Linked DNA regions of Zea mays: all the other regions are linked to region 1. A link is a contact called in public Hi-C data. All regions are on one chromosome and are shown on one strand. Each heading gives the region's core, a stretch centred on a gene start, on an enhancer-like site or on the middle of the called end of the contact. The rest is flanking DNA. Distances are from core to core; before and after follow the strand shown. Region 1 holds the start of LOC100501819. Region 2 has its middle 29 kb from the start of LOC100278151. Region 3 has its middle 94 kb from the start of LOC100501819.

Evidence for each region. Hi-C and Micro-C count contacts between places; a contact is called where the count stands out from the background.
Region 2: a Hi-C map of leaf shows a contact between it and region 1, with 3 times the contacts expected there. The contact joins the enhancer-like site here to the promoter of LOC100501819 in region 1. A contact is called at or near these places in 7 of 25 Hi-C or Micro-C datasets (ear, endosperm, leaf and 1 more) and 1 of 3 datasets of contacts at active chromatin or transcription factors (leaf).
Region 3: a contact with region 1 is called in a Hi-C map of bundle sheath, with 2.5 times the contacts expected there. The contact joins the enhancer-like site here to the promoter of LOC100501819 in region 1. A contact is called at or near these places in 7 of 25 Hi-C or Micro-C datasets (bundle sheath, ear, leaf and 2 more) and 1 of 3 datasets of contacts at active chromatin or transcription factors (leaf).

The regions. Positions count from the first base shown.
Region 1 is chr8:3,090,766-3,094,603 of Zm-B73-REFERENCE-NAM-5.0, forward strand. LOC100501819 reads left to right here and starts at 1,751. Exons shown (of 3, transcript NM_001357723.1): 1 at 1,751-2,508; 2 at 2,656-3,144; 3 at 3,262-3,830. The coding sequence starts at 2,235. The coding sequence ends at 3,398.
Region 2 is chr8:3,215,941-3,219,778 of Zm-B73-REFERENCE-NAM-5.0, forward strand. No RefSeq gene overlaps it. Among protein-coding and RNA genes, the nearest start is that of LOC100278151, 29 kb to the right of the region's middle. Within about 2 kb of position 1,696, at least 6 of the 20 cell types and tissues checked have an H3K27ac peak or open chromatin away from gene starts, as enhancers often do. A contact at or near this core is called in leaf, where this site is marked.
Region 3 is chr8:2,996,281-3,000,118 of Zm-B73-REFERENCE-NAM-5.0, forward strand. No RefSeq gene overlaps it. Among protein-coding and RNA genes, the nearest start is that of LOC100501819, 94 kb to the right of the region's middle. Within about 2 kb of position 2,046, at least 19 of the 20 cell types and tissues checked have an H3K27ac peak or open chromatin away from gene starts, as enhancers often do. A contact at or near this core is called in bundle sheath, ear, leaf and 2 more, where this site is marked.

The sequences.
Region 1 (3,838 bases), core at 501-3,000:
GCTATACGCCGAGCAGCTCCCAGGTTCTTCCTCGGCCACGCATGAATTGACGACGAGGGGAGAGAAAGGGAGTTCAAGGTGGTGCCGTACCGAAGGCTTGCCCGACCACAAGGCTTCCATTTGAGCGCTCGCACATGCCCCTATGGTCCCGCCCAACAGCCGAGAGTAGGCGTGAAGAAGCTCGGATGGCGGCGGCGCGATGAAGTCACTCGGCGGCGGCGGGCTCCCCCAATTCTCTCACTGTTCGTGGTGGTCAACGATTCTCGCGTGAAGATAGGTTGGAGAAGGCGGACGCGCCCGAGGTCCTTATACCCAGGTCGAGGCACGCAGCGAGGAAGTTTCGCCCAAGCCGTTGCGCGCGCAGAGATGGTGGGGCACGCGGCGCGCGATTTTGGCGGAGAAGAGGAACAATAGCTGAGTCCACGCTCCCGAGGAACAGCTTCTGACAAACGGGTCCCGCGCGGCAGTGACCCGCTGGCGTGACATCCCGATTTCGACCGGTGGGCCCAAACCGCCAGTTGGCAGGCGCACGCGGGCGGGATGGGCTGCACGGAATTCATTTGTGGGCCAGGCGGACTGAATTCGGCCCGAGCGGAGTTTCTCCATTTCTTATTTCCTTTTCTTTTCTTTTCTTTTGGTATTTTCTTTTCTTCTCTCTTCTCTTCTCTTTCCAAATTTAAAATTTCACATTTAAATCTATGTGTGTGAAGTTCATATTAAATGTATATATTCACATAACAATATGGACTGATTTTTTAATTCATTTATATTTTTATTTTATCCTATTTGTATGGTGTTTTCCTTCTCTTTTCTCAATTCTAGAATTTCTTTTAGATCTTAAATTCCAAACATTTTTCTTGTCATATTATTTTTATGTTGCCACAAGGTGCACACAAAATAAAGACCCAACATGATGCATATTTTTGTGGTATGTCTTTTATTAATTATTGATTTTTTTAAATATGGTGTTCACATGTGATGGTAAATAGATACTACACATATAAATAAAGGAAATATATTTTTCTCCTTTTATATTATCACTTACAAAGTGGGTATTACACTTGATTTCAAATAAATAAAAGGGGTTATTTATATAAAAATGACGCAGCATGATCATTGAAATTGTTGTTTTAATATAGTAAAGATGAACTGCAGTCTGCCTTAAAGCTCGGTGCATCTGAGCATCGATTGCACCGAAGAAAGCCACAGAAAAAAGAAAAGAGGGAGATGGAAGAATCTGGATAGAACATTGAACTCTATTTATTTCTGATTTTTTTTCATGAACAATTTGAGGGTGTACTGTGCTCAGCTTTTGTATAATTTGGAAAGAGAGATCTGGAATGTTTTGCGCACACAACTCATGCCCCGTCCTCGGATGCTAGTAGCAGCATCATTTTTATGTCACGGTGCTAATAATGACAAGGGCGGGTAGAGGATCGATGTGGGTTGGAAGCAGGATGTGTAGAAGGGAAATGGGGTGGGGGTGGGGTGGGGTGGGGTGGGGGTTTAGGGTGGGTGCGCATAGAGACGAGGGCGCCTGCGAATGTGATGGGTTTTGTCAAGGCCGGCAGGGGACAGAGGTTCTACCCCAGGCTGGTAGTGGCCGGGGTTGGACTCCCCAAACCCACACGGGCGGCCTCTGAACCTGTACCCAAAGAAAAAAAAAACAACAAAAACAAATCTGTGCAAATTCTCTCCCTCCTCCTCTCTCTTTCTATCTGGAATTCTGGATGCAGTCTGCAAGGATGACACAAGAACAAGAACAACGCGCAGTCTCTCTCCTCTCTACCCTTCTGCTGCCATCGATCTCAAAGCAAGGGAAGGGAAGGGAAGCCGCCTGAAAGCCCAACCAAACCAAACCAATCGCATCTCCCACTCGAAAAAGGCAGGCATCCAAAACCCATCCAGGGTAGAAAGAGAGAGGGAGAGAACGAGGAGGTTACCCATCAATCAATCAACAAGAGACCTACTGTATATAGAGCAGAGAAGGGGGATACTAATTTGTTAGTAAAACTCAAACAAGGAAGCACTTATTTTGTGCTTGTTTAGTTGCGATCAATTAGCCCGCCGCCGCGCCGCCGCCTCCTCCTCCTCCTATATTAGCCCACTTCCCTTCCTTCCTTTGCAGCAGCAAGAACTAAGGCTTGTCCCTTTCCCTCTCTTCTCCTCCCCTCCCCTCCGTCTCCCTTCCCCATCTTCTCTCCTGGAAGCCGCCTCGGTCGGACCCGGACAAGATGGCCGCCTTCTTCGGTGCTGCACCGCCGCCGGCTCTCGCTTCGTTCCGCCACGAGGAGGAGCAGCATCAGGACGCCGCCGAGGAGGTGTACCACGTGGACGATGTCGACGAGGGCAGCGGTGACGGCCGTGGCCACGGCGGCGCCGGCCAGGGGAAGCTGTGCGCCAGGGGCCACTGGCGCCCCGCCGAGGACGCCAAGCTCAAGGAGCTCGTCGCTCAGTTTGGGCCCCAGAACTGGAACCTCATCGCCGAGAGGCTGGACGGCAGATCAGGTAATGCCAGCCACTACGCACCGCAATGCGGATGCGCCTGCTTGCTTCGTGTTCCTGACGGCCGGTGATTGCGCGCCTTTCTCTCTCTCTCTCTCTCCCTCTCTCTCTCTGTCGTCTGATGGAAATGGAATGGAACCGCGCGCGCAGGGAAGAGCTGCCGCCTGCGGTGGTTCAACCAGCTGGACCCGCGGATCAACCGGCGCGCCTTCTCGGAGGAGGAGGAGGAGCGGCTCCTGGCGGCGCACCGCGCGTACGGCAACAAGTGGGCTCTCATCGCGCGCCTCTTCCCGGGCCGCACCGACAACGCCGTCAAGAACCACTGGCACGTCCTCATGGCGCGCAGGCAGCGGGAGCACTCGGGCGCGCTCCGCCGCCGCAAGCCCTCCTCGACCTCGCCCTCGCCGGCGCCGGCGCCGGCGCCGCACCTGGCGCCCGTCGTCGTCCTCCACCACCACCACCACTACGCCGGCGGCTCCCCTCCCATGCCGCCGTTGCACGCCGCCGACGCCCACACGCAGTACACGGCGGCCGCGGCGGACACCCGCGCGCACAGCGGCGGCGAGTCCGACGAGACCGCCTCCACGTGCACCACCGACCTTTCCCTCGCCTCCGCCGCCCCCTGCTTCTACCAGAGTGGTACGTACAACGGCACGGGCCTCGGCCGTCGTCGTCTCACTCCCATGTCGTGTTTTTTCCCCCCGAACTGACCGCCTGCCGTGGCGTGCGTGCGTCCGTCCGTTCCTTCCTCCGCAGGCTACGACGTGGCCCCGCGCGCCGCGGCGTTCGCACCGAGCGCGCGCTCCGCCTTCTCCGCGCCGCCGGCGACGGCGCGCTCCGACGACAAGGTCTCGCTGCCCTTCTTCGACTTCCTCGGCGTCGGCGCGGCGTGATGGGGGGGCCGGCCCGGGCCGGCCAGGCGGCGGTGTACAGGAGGGCGGAGGCGGTCAAAGGACGAGAGCCCCGGCGGCGGTGAAGCCGTGCCCGCGCGTAGTTTAGCTTTAGAGCCCGAGTTAAATCATCGAGAACAGAACATGGCCTGAGCCTGAGAGAGGAGGAGAATGGCGATCCACCATTGAACTGGTGCCCGTGGCATTGCAGACTAACAGCTCCGCATCCGTTCGGCTGCTGATGTTGCTAGTAGTAATGGTACGGTGATTACTCTCTGCTTTGGGTTGGGAGAGACGAGTTTGCAAGCACCACCAGACCAAGCAAGGGCGACGATGGGTATGGGTGGATGTTTGCAGAAGAAGAAAAAACCGCTTGTAACACAAACTGCAGGACAAAGGCAGATCAGAGATCCTCTGCTAACTCTCTTTTTACCCTGTCTCCT
Region 2 (3,838 bases), core at 446-2,945, 130 kb after region 1:
TAGGCAATGATAGCGCCCCGCATACTCTGTGACGACGGCGGCTCTCAGCCCCCTTACGGAAGCAAGAGGACGTCAGCAAGGACTCAACCGCTCCGACAGCTATCCCTCCGTCAGGCTCCAGCACTCCTCCGATGGCCACGACATCACATCAGCAGGGTGCCAAAATCTCTCCTGCTGCCATGACGGCATGTACTTAGGGCGCTAGCTCTCCTCCGCTAGACACGTAGCACTCTGCTATACCCCCCGTTGTACACCTGGATCCTCTCCTTACGCCTATAAAAGGAAGGACCAGGGCCCTCTTAGAGAGGGTCGGCCACGCGGGGACGAGGGCGAGACAGGCGCTCGCTTGAAGCCGCTCGCTCCCTCTCCCGCGTGGACGCTTGTAACCCCCTACTGCAAGCGCACCCGACCTGGGCGCGGGACGAACACGAAGGCCGCGGGATTCCCACCTCTCTCACGTTGGTCTCCGGCCGCCTCGCTCTCCCCCCTTCGCGCTCGCCCTTGCGCTCGACCCATCTACGCTGGGGCACGCGACGACATTCACTCGTCGGCTCAGGGACCCCCGGTCTCGGAACGTCGACATCTATAATTTTTTTAACTTGTGTTGTTTTATTTTTTGATATCCCAAAGATATCAAAAACAAGTGATCAACAATGTAGTAGTGGAAACACTGAATAAACTAATAATTTGTGCCCTCTACCTAATATATATGCATGTTTATATTAATGTAGGACGGCCCTAAATGTTCTTGGCTCTAGGTAATGTGCCGCTCCAGCTTAGAAAATACTATAGTGGCGATTAGGCGCGTGGTTAACGCAAACGCTTGTCGTTATTAGTTCGCGCAATGCATTGAGGATCAGATTCTAACGACATGCAAATGGGCCCCTTTTCATTCCGGAGACCAGATTATTATATCGGTCCTCCTTTTAATAATATAGATGATTCTTATTTTCTGGTAGGGTCAAAGTATCTTAGTTTGATCAAATTTATATAATAAAATAACAGTATTTAGTTATAAAATAAGTATTAGTAATATTTTATTAATTATATTTTGTAGTATATATATATATATATATATATATTTGTCATATTTTTGTATTTTTAAAATAATTTTAATTAAACTTGAGATGCTACCAAAAAAGTTATTACGTGCAATTAATGATCTACTGGCTACATAATTAAGCTAGCTAGTTCCAAAGCGAGGAGCATCAACAGATAAGACCAAGCTAGTTTGTTGAGCCTTCATGCATGGATGGTAACGGTTGTCGGTCACAACAAATAGCATCTAGACACCGACCAGATCACCAGAGTATGAGTTGATTACGGGGTCTCACTTTCGTTTCCAGAACAGATAAGTTCTGCATGCATGGCGAACTCAAAGACAAGTCCATTACGATCGAATCGATACACAGTGCCTGTCACTGTCACTGTCACTTTCGTTTCCAGAACAGAAGTCGATCGTTCGACGACGATGTACTCCCTCCGTTTCTTTTTATTTGTCGCTGGATAGTGTAAAATTGCACTATCCAGCGATAAATAAAAAGAAACGGAGAGAGTAGTAAACAAACTGTTGGGTTGGCAGAACTTCGCCACTGATGAACCAAAATATAAAATGATAGCTCACGGATGGGTTTTGTCAGCAACGTAACTGGCTGGAAAAAGTCGAGCACATCGACGCACGCTCTTGGACTATGTGGCGTATGGTGCGTTCCACACTGACAATGATACTCTGATACTGATATAATATATTGGCACTTGCATTGTAGACAGTCATGTTCGCTGCGGCGATTCTACGTTTTCTATAGTATTTTGTCTTTATAAATTATAGCTGCAGCAGTCTGAACAATTAGATTAAAGCCATATAGAACAGGCGAGTCGTCGTCGGCGAGGACAGGACAACAACTTTATGTGTCCAAGCCACCAGTAGTTGAAGAACCAACCACTGGAATTTTGCAAATGAAATTCTAGAAAGAAACTCTGAGATGACACGGCGGTTTGCATGCTAATGAGTCAAGAGCTCCAACACAATGCTTTGTACTGATTTAAATCTCTACCTGTTTTTACTGTGCTTGAAATATTTTGATCAAAAAAGGTATGTACCATTCCTTAGAAAAATTAAATTCGATCAGAGCACAAAGGGATTAATAAGGCTTCATCATCCAGATTTAACATGCATAATGCACTGAACTAGAGATTGCAACCTACTATGAACTTAGTCTATTGTCTTCTCATATATACACATGCTCTACCAAACTGGTCCGAAATTTCTTCAGTTAACGTACAAGTAGTGCCTGGAAACATGGGTCTATATACAGAAAGATTGGAAGCAGGAAAAGAAAATCACATGGCCCAAACGTTGATCTAGAATCTACACTCTTGTAATCACCTGAAATAACCTGGGTCATCAGCACTTGCATAAACTAACCGCCTGCATAGTTGTGCTGTGCTCTGCACTGGGCATTTGAGCAACGTAAAGAAGAATCCAGTAAGTAACTGCTATAGAGAAGGTGTTAGTTAGGTCGCAAGAGATTTCACTAGGCAACTGCTATAGAGATGGAACCGAAGGACACTTTACTGGCTGTAGTATAAATCTTGCCAATAAAATAGCCGATGCAGTTATTAGTGATGGAGGGTAAGAGACTAAGAGTAGATTGTACTCCAGTAGTGATATATAGCTCAGCGTACATTGGCGAGGAACCTGAGATGCAAAGCAGGATCCTGTACAGACAGAAAATGTCAGTGAATGGTTGTCTTTGTAACTTAATAGGAATTCCTTCCAGTAAACAGAAGCTGACTATATAGCAGTACCTCATCACACTCTTGTGCAGCACGAGCAAATATACTATTGTAAGCAAAAACGAAAAGAACAGAACAGAAGAGTTACTTGGATGTTAGATTAGTATAACACCATAAATTTTACTAAAACGAAGTAGAACAGAAAAGCACCTCAAAAAGCACTTTTGCTGTGGGTGCTGTCATTTCAAAATTCAAGTAATTCAGTACAGAAACATCCATATCTAAAACCTGTTAATGTACAGGTTTTCTTAGTGACAGTGACAAAGAAGGGACACTATTGGATATGGTATGCTGTTTTTTTTAAAGTGATATAAGAAGGAAACATATCACAAACCTTATCTCTGAAGTATGTATTGTCTTATGTAGCAGAACAAGGGATTATATTCTCGTTTTGCAATTTTCGAAAACCGTTTTGTTGACCAAATTTTGACTTTTATATTTTTAGATTTCAAACTGAAATACCTCTGAAACCAGAGCGAATTTCGTTTCTCGTCTACTACCGAGAACGAGAAATTTGCCAAGAAACCGAGCGAGAAATACAACACTGAGCAGAACTAGTACAATGACCATTGCAACAGCACACACTCATATTTGATGAGTGACTCTGGCAATCCATTTAACCGATTTTCTTATACAAGATCTATTTTGCACATGACTAGATTCCAAGACCTACTAATCTGTACAGTCTGCTCGCATGCACACGAGAACTACTCCTATGTTGTTGGTGCAAATATCATCCAAGTATCTGAACCTGGCAGATCCTACAAACTAATCTACATCCTCTGCTTTGCATGTGCACGAAATGATGCACTCTGTAATCTGTACAGCTACCAGATTGAGTTTCCACGATCAACATCTAAGCTCACGAAAAATCGTGATCGGCAGAAACACCGAGCATGGCATGCCTCACCTAATTTAAGATCCATGCACGACTGGGAACTCACGTCAATAAAAACAGCACAGCAAAATTTCAAGAATGTGGATTTACCTAATACTCCTTCCATCCCACAAAGAGTGTTATTCTCACTTCCCAAGAAGTCAA
Region 3 (3,838 bases), core at 796-3,295, 94 kb before region 1:
TTTTTGGGTTTTTTTTGCATAGTTATGCTCTGGCAGTTTCATTTCAAAAAATGGATCCTATGCTCGGCGCCATCATCATTGGCGCCTAGCCTCTGTGTGCCGGCGCCAATATTTTTGGCGCCTGTCTGCCTGACGTGGAGGCCGAGCTGGCTGTGACGTGTCAGGGAGGTCAGCGCCATAGATCTTGGCGGCGACCTCCATGGCATCGGCAGAACACGTGTCAGGGGGTCGGCGCCACAGATCTTGGCGCCGACTCCCTTTATTCTGCAGCCGCCAGAGTCTATCCCCATTTTTCTGCCCGCGCCGCCGTGTCTCGCCGCCCTGCCCCTCGCACCCGTCGACGCCGCGCCGCCCTGCGCCCTCGCGCCCACCGGAGCCCGCGCGCCTCCCCCGTTCGTCGGCGCCGACCCGCCCGCGCTGCCCCCTGCTCCACGGCGGCCGCGCCCCTCCCCCGGCCAGCGCTCCACCACCCCGCCCCGGCCGCGCCCGGCTCCCCGCCGGCCGACCCCGCCCCGCCCCTCCCGACGTCCGCGAGACTATTCTCACCATTAAATTCATTCGACGTTGAACAATAGTTGGCTCAAATGCAAAGTTAGCACACATCCAATACCTCTGTCGATAGGTGTCATGATCCTCAGACTTATCAACCTTACAAGGATCACCACAAAAACACATAGGCACTGGAACACCACTTGGCAAAGGCAGCGGGTCGAAGGCAGTTCCGGTCAAAGGACCCTTCCTAAATTTCCATAAGCTTTATAACAATCACAAATATAATAGACTCACAAAATAAGAGACAGATCCAAAACTTACCTTTGTTTAGCAGATTTACCACGCCTAGACATCCTATAAATCAGGCTGATATCTCTAGTTTCGAAGAATTGGAATGAGCACACCAACCAGTCAGACGTAGGGTCCTATTTATAGGCACTTACCTCGGCGCCATAGATCTTGGCGCCGAGGTAGGTGTCGTTGACCAGTCGCCTACCTCGGCGCCAAGATCTATGGCGCCAAGGTAAGTGCCATGTAGATTCTAGGTCATACCTCCATCTGACGTATGCACGCCAATAATATTGGCACCGGCACACACAGGCTCGGTGCCAATGATAATGGCGCCGAGCATAGGGTCCATTTTTTGAAATAAAAACTGCCTGAGGTATAATTGTGCAAAAAAAAACCCCGAAAAGGGCCAATTTGCAAAATAGTTGGAGGGGGGAGGGAAGAAAAGAAGATCACGCAATAAGCTGGAAGCCAACAATGCAAGCACTAAAGGCTTTGAATGCATTGGAACTAATAGTTAGCGGCTAAAATTAATTGAATACATCCAAACAATCCAACTAATATATAGCTAGCTAGCTAATTTCAGTAGTATTTTTTTAGCCAACTAAAAGGTGCTTCAATGCATGAGACTACGAGAGCTAGGTAATAGTTAGGTAGGTAAAAAAAATGCTAGTGAAATCAGCTAGGTAACAGATATATAGCTAGCAGTGCAGCCACAATATTAAGCTAACGGGTCCGGTTGATCCGATTAGACTATATAATGAGATATACTACTAAACTCCACCAGCAGTGGTATGGTACCCCATATATATATATATATATATATATATATATATATATATATATATATATATATATATATATATATATATATATATATATATATATATATATATATATATATATATATATACCAAAAACCCCTAGAATTAGTAGGCAATAATCAGCTAAGCGGCGGCCGTGTCGCGACTCGCGATCGCGATCCCGATCCCCGTCGCGCGCGTGCGTTGGTGTGCTTGGCTGGCTGGCGCCTGGCTTGTCGTACAGACCCGGACCATGCGGCACCAACATGCGTCGCATCGAGCCGTCCACGCGTCCCCGGCCGCACGTGTGGCCTCGGGCCCTGCTGTCCCGCAGGCTAGGCGACAAATTGAGTGAGGGGTGGTGGGTCTGGAGCAGTCTTCCCATCGTCGTGTCAGGTCGTGCGTGCCAGTGCCAGTGGTGGCCGGCCGCACGTGCTGGCGCGTCCGCGGTTATCGAGAGCGAGTGAGCGTGAGCGTGTGCGTGTCCGTGTGCAGAGGTGGAGGAGGTGTCAGGTGGGTGGCCCTGCCCCTGGCCCCTCGGCACGGTCGCACGGCCGGACTCTGCCTTGTCGCCTTGCACCTTTCTCTCTCTCTCTCTCTCTCTCTCGGGCGGGCCGTTACAATGGGACGTGCGCGACGGTGCTGGTCGGTGGGCCTGTAGTGTACTGCTGCTGGTGCAGCGCAGCAGCGGTGGAGAGTTGAGACTTTTTTTTTTTATTTCTGTTGGAAAAAAATCAGAAAGAGAAGGGGATGGGGTGTAGTGGGAAACAGAAACAGGCAGGCATAGATAGAAGGGGGGATGCAGTGTGCAAAGGCAAAACAGAAGCGAACAACAGTTGAGGGGAAAGGAGGGAACAACATGCTTTGCTGTCTCCCTGACACCCGCAATAATTCACACACACACACACACAGAGAGAGAGAGAGAGAGAGAGAGAGAGAGAGAGAGAGAGAGAGAGAGAGAGAGAGAGAGAGAGAGAGAGAGAATAAATAGTGCTCTCTGACTGACTGACCCACCCACCCACCCACCCCTCTTTCTCATCTCATGGCAGCTTTGCTAGCCCCCCTGTGCCAAAAACTCCAGCTAGCCCCTGCCACAAATCTTTAACCACAAGAGTACTCTCCTATACTACCATCCATCATCCACAAGCACTGTACTCGTAGTAGTACGCGACACGAATTGTTCCTTGTGCATGCGTTTTTGCGCTACGCCTGCCCGCCTTTCGCCCAGGGCTACTGCTGCTGCTGCTGGTGGCGGCGGTGGAATTCGTGTATGAATGGCAGCCACGCCACGGACGACGCAGCAGGGGGAGGGGCGGTGCGTGATCCAATATATTCCAACCTCCCCAGATGAGGGTGGGTTAGGCCGCCCCTTTTTCCTGGGGTCAAAGTTTTACCCCGTTGCTACACATACTGACATACACATACACGAATCAATTTGTTTTACGACCCACCGGCGCCTTAAGAAGAAAAGAGGGAGTAGTAAACTACTGTTGTAGTTGTAGTAGTAGTAGCAGAGTACAAATACAAGATTCGGTATGATGAACAAGCTGAGAAAGGGCAGTAGGAAAATGAATACCGAAGCAGAAGAATCTCTCTCTCTCTCTCTGTAAGCATATAGATAGAACCAAAAGCATGGCCTAATACTATAAACACTAGCTAGTAGTAGCTAACTGGCTAGCTACTAAGCATATACAGTACGTACTAGATAGCATCATGCATGGACAGGTATATGTATGTATTCATTGATCTCCGGCGCGTTTAAAGTACCCAACTCCAACCCAACCGTCGTCTTGAGGTGATGGCGATCGAGTGGCGACGGGGAGCTAAAAGAAGGGACGAAGCGTGCTGGAACCAGTTGATGTCATCAGAGTTGACTGTCGCCGTCGACGACGACGGGAGAGGAGGATGTCAGGCTCGCTCGTCTCGTCTCGGTCTCGGTCTCGGTCTCGTCCAAGTCCAACCAACCTCTGCGCGAGCAAGAGACAAAGGGCGAACCGATTTACAGACAAACCAATATAATGGAGAGAGATGGATCTGCTCTGTCTGTGTCTGTCTCAAAAGGCCAAGATCTGTCTTCGCTGCGGCTGCAATCCGGCTGCGGCTGCGGCTTCTACAATATTTGTCTCTCTATGGATTGCAGTTGCAGCAATCCAAACAGCTGCAACAGTGTCGGCTTGTAGCCAGCCGAACACGCCCAAAGTCGTCTGTTAGAGGTAAAGCAGCTGGCAGGCATGTGTCATGCATGAACAGAGTGT